Regions from separate parts of the Mus musculus genome. Here region 1 is linked to region 2. A link is a contact called in public HiChIP or PLAC-seq data. All regions are on one chromosome and are shown on one strand. The core of a region is the stretch at or near the end of the contact, and the rest is flanking DNA. Distances in the headings are between cores, read along the strand shown.

What was found. HiChIP or PLAC-seq counts read pairs in DNA pulled down with a chosen protein or histone mark.
Region 1: a contact with region 2 is called in a FOXA1 HiChIP or PLAC-seq map of pancreatic cancer cells. The contact joins two enhancer-like sites. A contact is called at or near these places in 2 of 484 Hi-C or Micro-C datasets (Sertoli cells and embryonic stem cells) and 4 of 115 datasets of contacts at active chromatin or transcription factors (bone marrow-derived macrophages, double positive thymocytes, memory CD8 T cells and 1 more).

Annotation. Positions count from the first base shown.
Region 1 is chr10:40,509,777-40,513,030 of GRCm38.p6, forward strand. No RefSeq gene overlaps it. Among named protein-coding and RNA genes, the nearest start is that of Gm32234, 57 kb to the left of the region's middle. Within about 2 kb of position 1,620, at least 62 of the 459 cell types and tissues checked have an H3K27ac peak or open chromatin away from gene starts, as enhancers often do. A contact at or near this core is called in pancreatic cancer cells, where this site is marked.
Region 2 is chr10:40,176,525-40,179,676 of GRCm38.p6, forward strand. No RefSeq gene overlaps it. Among named protein-coding and RNA genes, the nearest start is that of Gm31992, 14 kb to the left of the region's middle. Within about 2 kb of position 1,312, at least 38 of the 459 cell types and tissues checked have an H3K27ac peak or open chromatin away from gene starts, as enhancers often do. A contact at or near this core is called in pancreatic cancer cells, where this site is marked.

The DNA.
Region 1 (3,254 bases), core at 370-2,869, 330 kb after region 2:
GGTTGGTTTCCCCAGCTTAAAATATCCAGATTAAAGGTATGTTTCCTAACTCAAGGTCCAGATTAGAAGTGGATCTTCACACTTCAAATTAAGCAAAAATTCCTCATAGGTGTGCCCTTCTATTTTTGGGTTTTAGTTAACTCCAGATATAGTCAAGTTGACAACCAAGAATAGTCATTATACAGAAAGAAAAAAAAAACCAACCAAACAACAAAAAACCCGAAGTGAATTGTCAAACAAAAATCACAGAAATGGCAAAGAAAAAGGAACACTTCACACATACTAAAACTACAAAATCAGAAACCATAACATACAAGACTTTATTTATTTATTTATTTATTTATTTATTTATTTATTTATTTATTTATGTTGTTTTTGTTTGTTGTTGTTGTTTTGAGACAGAGTTTCTCTGTGTAGCCCTGGCTGTCCTGGAACTCACTTTGTAGACTAGGCTGGCCTCGAACTCAGAAATCCACCTGCCTCTGCCTCCCAAGTGCTGGCATTAAAGGCATGTGCCACCAACACCCGACAAGACATTGTTTTTAATTCTTAGAACAATTACAAAGTAACCTAGAACTCTTATTTAGGTATGAGAAAGAGGAGGCCAAGAGAGATGTCATAATGTTGCTAGAGGTGGACTCAGGACCACTCTTCAAGTGGTATAGGTCACAGGTGTAGTGTCACCTGGGGAGAGAGTCTCCGTGAGGGATTATCTAGATCAGACTGGGTTGTAGGCAATCTTTGGGATTCGAGGTGTAAAGCATGCCCACTGTGGGTGGCGCGGATCCTGCCCTGTATAGGCCGGAGAAAGCAGGCTGAGCACAGCTGTTCAGGTACCCTTTCACTCCTCCTGCTTCTCAACTAGATAAATGTGGCCCCCTGTCTCAAGCTGCTGTCACTGGGACCTCCCCATGATGGTGAGCTATAACCTAGGCCTGAGCTAAAGCAAACCCTTTATGTCATACATTGTTTCTCTCAGAGTATCTGGTTGCAGCAATAGTGGTGAAACTGTTCATGTAACCAAGCCCCGGGTTGGGTAGGCCAGAATGCCTATCTCAGGGGAAAATGTGACTCTCACCAAGCCTGTCTGTGTCTATTTCATGAGGCGAAGCAGCTTGGGGTATCTTGTGGTTATGGGAACAGGACAGGATTAAGTAATCAAAACACCAAAAGAAAAGTCTGGAATTTCAGATTCTGCACAAACAAAAGCAAAGGTGACCTCAGAGGATGCCTCACTTTGGTTTTCTGAAGGAACTCCTTTGCTGTGGCCTATTGAAGGTGGGGGAGGGGGAGGGCTCTGGAAAGCAGCCCGATGCCATCTCCTTGTAAGGCTGGATATTGACATGGACAACAAGCACCCCCAAAAGCTCCTGCACTGATTCTCCTTGTACTCATCATTATTTTATGACCCCTATTTCCCCCTCTAATTTGGGCATACACCTTTGGCACCGCTTGGCTTCCTGGAGATGTCATTTGCAAAGCGGCCAGGTCGAAGTGACAGAGTTGCTCTTATCTGCAAACTCCTCTCTTAACCATAATTCGGACAAGTCGCACCTCCCACAGGTGAGTCACAAACTCAATGTTTGGTGAGTTAACACAAGCAACAAAGCTCTGTTTGTAGACCCTTCGGGATCAGAACAATCTGGGGTGTGTTTTCTGTTTGGTACAGGAAATGAGGTGTGCATGACTCCAGTTTATGGAATTTGGCAGCCTTCCACCAATACCTCTGATTTTGTTACATGTATTTGAACAGCAGGAAAGTCTTTTAGAAGACTGAAACCAGTCCTTTGAATGGGGAAAGGTGAGACAAGTCATGGGAATTGTGCCGAGAGCAGGCATTCTGTTTGAACCAGTTGGGAGCAGAAGACTCATGGCAGGCAGCAGGCGACTAGAAACCAGCTCCAAGATGTCCAAGTCTCGGGTCTGTTCTCGAGGCTTTATTCCCATAGCACCCACAGCAGTAGGAGATGATGACAATTCTTGACAAAGTGATTTAGGGCTGGGCTTGCCATTTGTTGGCAAGATGAAAGTACAGGATTATATTTTGGTGCTTCATGAGAGGGCAGCAGTGCCTGTCTGGATCAGAGACATTGCGGAAGAAACACACATTCAAAAGGAAAGACCACTCTTCTGGGCATCCTAGTTTGAAGTCCTCATGAGTCAGGGAGGTGTCACCACAAGGTGGGACCCAAGGAGGTTTCCATGGAAACAACAAAAGCAAAAGAGAAACTGGGAAAGTTCTGATTTAGGGAGCAGAGGGGTGGGGTAACACTTAATGAAACAGTATTAAAGAGAGCAAGCAGTTCCCTGAAGAAGGAACTCTAGAAGGGGGGGGGGGCAATTGTGTGCATTTTGGCAAAGGAGTTGTGAAGGTTGAGTATCCAGGAGCTAAGCTCTTGAGGAAATCCAGTGACAAGAGGTGAGGATCAAAACCAATTTACAGAGATTTTCTTTATCAGACTTCAAAGATGAGATTTCACGCAACTGGGCTGTCCTTGAGTTTATTATATAATCAAGATCGACCTCAAATCCGCAACGTTTGCAATAACTCCGGTGCCGGGATAATAGGCATGTACCACTAGACCTGGCTATTTAGCAATAATTGATTGCTTAATACCAAGGATTGGACCCAGGCCTAGCATGTGGCAGATAAATGCTGTAACAGAGCTACAGCACAGGTGTCCTTTCATGGTTTATTTGATGTAGGTCTAATTGAGTTGTCTGCTAACAAAGTGTATAGGCTGGAATGGTAGCACAGGCTTGCAATTCAGTGCTTGGGAGACTGAAGCAGGAAGATCTTGACTTCAAGGCCTGACTGGCTACATAGTAACGTCCTTTCCTCTTCTCCCCATACCTAAATCTGACTGAGTCATCCATCTCAGAACAGTTACAGTGGAAACATTTTTGCCATTAAAAAAGCAAGCAGGAAAACAATGCAGATATGGAAAGATTATATTCTCTTCTGAACTCCTCTATGCTTGATACATTATCATAATGAATTTTCTTTAAGTCGCTAGAGAAGTGCTGATGAAAGAACCTAGTGGGGAAACCCCCACTCAACCCCCACTCAACTCCAGATTCCGTGTGCACCCAAGAATCACGAACAGACCATCTTGATGTAAATATACGAGGTAGTTTAATGGCGGTCGAAACGTATCTCACGCAGGAGACAGTGGATTCGACCATGAGGCTTGAAAGCTAGGGGATTTTTATAGAAAAGGGTCTGGGGCTGGGGGAGGAATTGGCGCGGTTTC
Region 2 (3,152 bases), core at 62-2,561:
TTTCAAGACAGGGTTTCTCTGTATAGCCCTGGCTGTCCTAGAACTCACTTTGTAGGCCAGGCTGGCCTCCAACTCAGAAATCCTCCCGAGTGCTGGGATTAAAGGTGTGTGCCACCACGCCCGGCAGCAGGGAGCTTTAAAGAGCATTTCTTTTTTTAAGGAGAATTAGGAAGCTGCAGATTTATACTCTGGGTGTGGTAGACATAGACCTATAATTCCAGAGGCAGGTGGATCTCTATGAATTTGAGACTAGCCTATATGGCAAGTTCCAGGCAAGCCAGGGGCTACAGGATGAGACCCTATCTCAAAACAGAAGAGGAGGAGAGAAAGAAGGAAAGAAAGAAAGGGAAGGGAAGGGGAAAGGGAAGAAAGAAAGGATGGTATTTTAAATATACTTGGCCCAGGGAGTGGCACTGTTAGGAGGTATGGCCTTATTGAACTAGGTGTGGCCTTGTTGGAGGAAGTATGACTCTGAGACCCTCCTAGCTGCCTGAAAACAGTCTGCTCCTAGCTTCCTTTGGATGAAGACGTAGAACCCTCAGCTACTCCAGCACCATGCCTGCCTGGATGCTGCCTTGCTCCCTACCTTGATGATAATGGATGAACAGAACTTGTAAGCCAGCCCCAATTAAATGTTGTCCTTTATAAGAGTTCTTAGTCATGGTGTCTGCTCACAGCAATGGAAACCCTAATTAAGGCAGAAAGAAAAAAAGAAAAAAAGAAAGAAAGGAAGGAAGGAAGGAAGGAAGGAAGGAAGAAAGAAAGAAAGAAAGAAAGAAAGAAAGAAAGAAAGAAAGAAAGAAAGAGAAAGAAAGAAAAAGAGAAGAAAAAGGCCAGTGTGATTGAGCAGTAGAAGGAGAAGGAGACAGACAGGCTGGGAACAGATTATGGAAAGTCTTTCCTACCACACAAGAAGTGTGGCCACTATGTGAATGCAATCTCACTGGGAGTGGAGAGATGGCTCCTGCTCTTCTGCAGCTAGCTGTTCGATCAAACTTTGTATGTTGATAGATAGGATAAAAGCTGGGACGCTGAAGGGTGAGGGGAAGTTGGCAGAAGGCTGGAGGAGAGAGCTGGCAGAGCAGACAGAGGGAGAGAGGGCCGGAGGGTGGGGAAGGAGTCAGGGTGGACAGCACAATCCCGGGTGGGACTGCTAGGTGGGTGGTAGCACTATTAACAGAGACAGGGAGTCCAAAGCGAGCAGAGCAGTGGGTTTGGCAGGGAAACCTCACGTTCACTTCAGACTGTTTGATGTCCCTGGGTGCTTGCCAGCAGATACCAGCAAGGCAGTTTCTGTTTGTTTACTCAGTGCTTGGGGATAGGATCCAGGGCTCACCCACACTCAGCAAGGCTCCTGCCTCCTAGCTATACCCACTGACAGAGACTACAGAGAGGGAGGTAGAGGCCAACTAAGGACATTTGGCACAGGTAGGGACACACCTGCAGGTGAAAAAACAAAACAGTTACCAAAAGATGTGTGTGTGTGTGTGTGTGTGTGTGTGTGTGTGTGTGATTGTGAGTTGCCAACCTAAAAGAACTGAGAAGAATGGGTGAGTCAAAAATTGGACATAGGTGAGATGGAAAAAATCTTTAAGGAGCCATAGCTACCCAAGAACAACCAATTCTCCCGTGAATTACAAACACTGTGGTGAAGGTGAACCAGTGCGGCACAAATTCTTTTCTAGTACAGAGACCTTGGCTTCTGGTAGCCTTCTTCTAGACAGTTTGCTTGCCGTGATCCAGTAAAGAAGGTAATATATTGCTTTAAGAGTTTGTTTTCTAAGCCGGGCATGTGTCTTTAATCCCCACACTCAGGAGGCAGAAGCAGAAGCTGGTGGATCTCTGTGAGTTCGAGGCCAGCGTGGTCTGCAGAGAGTTCCGGGACTGCCAGAACTATGTGGAGCAAACCCTGTCTCGAAAAATAAACAAGCAAGCAAACAAACAAACAAGCAAACAAAGAGTTCATTTTCTGGGGACTAGGGAAATGGCTCAGCAATAAGAGCACTGGCATTCGCATTGGCGGCTCAAAAAACATCTTCATTTAAGTCCAATTCCAAGAGAGTCTGTCGCCCTCTTTCTGGCCACTATGAGCACTGCACACATATGATGAACAGACATCTGAGTGTATAAAACTTAAACACACAAAAATATTTTAAAAACAAAGCAAAGTTCATTTTTGTAAGTGGGTGGTGGTGGTACATACCTTTAATCTCAGCTCTTGGGAGGTAAAGGCAGACAGATCTCTGTGAGTGAGTTTGTGTCCAACTTACTCACACTGTCCTTGAACTCATAGCCAAAGGCACCCTTCAAACTTGTAATTTCAGTTTCCCTTAAGTAGCTGGGATTACACACCTGCACTACCAGGCCCAGCTCATAGTTGTTTTCGAAAACATAACTTATTAGAGCAGGATACAACATAGTAGAAAATAAATAATAAATAAAAATGAAAAAATATAATGAAAAGTGTGAGTGGACACACCCCTGTGGCTGCAAACACCCTGGAGGCTGAAATGGAGCTGTTTGAGCCCAGGAGTTCAAGATCAGTCACACAACATAGCAAGACTCTGTTTCAAAAAAAGAAAGAAAGAAAAGAAAAAGAAAACCTGTATCCTCGTCCCTGGCCCTAACTCTCAATCATATCACTTGGTTTTCAAGTCTGCTGGCATTGTGTGTTCTAACAGAGATTGTCAGTGTACCTATAAGTACTCATTTACAAAGAAATACTCTAGGTGATGTGCACCTTTCTTTTTTTTAAGATTTATTTATTATATGTAAGTACACTATTGCTGTTTTCAGACATACCAGAAGAGGGCACCAGATCTTGTGATCTCATTTCGGGTGGTTGTGGGCCACCATGTGGTTGCTGGGATTTGAACTCAGGATCTTCAGAAGAGCAGTCAGTGCTCTTAACCGCTGAGCCATCTCTCCGGCCCGTGATGCGCACCTTTAATCCCAGTACCCAAGATGTCTGTGAGATCAGCCTGGTGGATCAGCAAGCTCCACTCTAGCCATTGTGAGACCCTGACTCAAAAACAAAAGCAATTTAATCCCCAAGCAAAGAAATGCTGTTCTTTTTCTTCCTCTGTTGGTAGGAAACAGAACTGCCTGCACCTTTGTTCACGTTGTTAACTTTGAGGTTTTCTTGTGGTTTT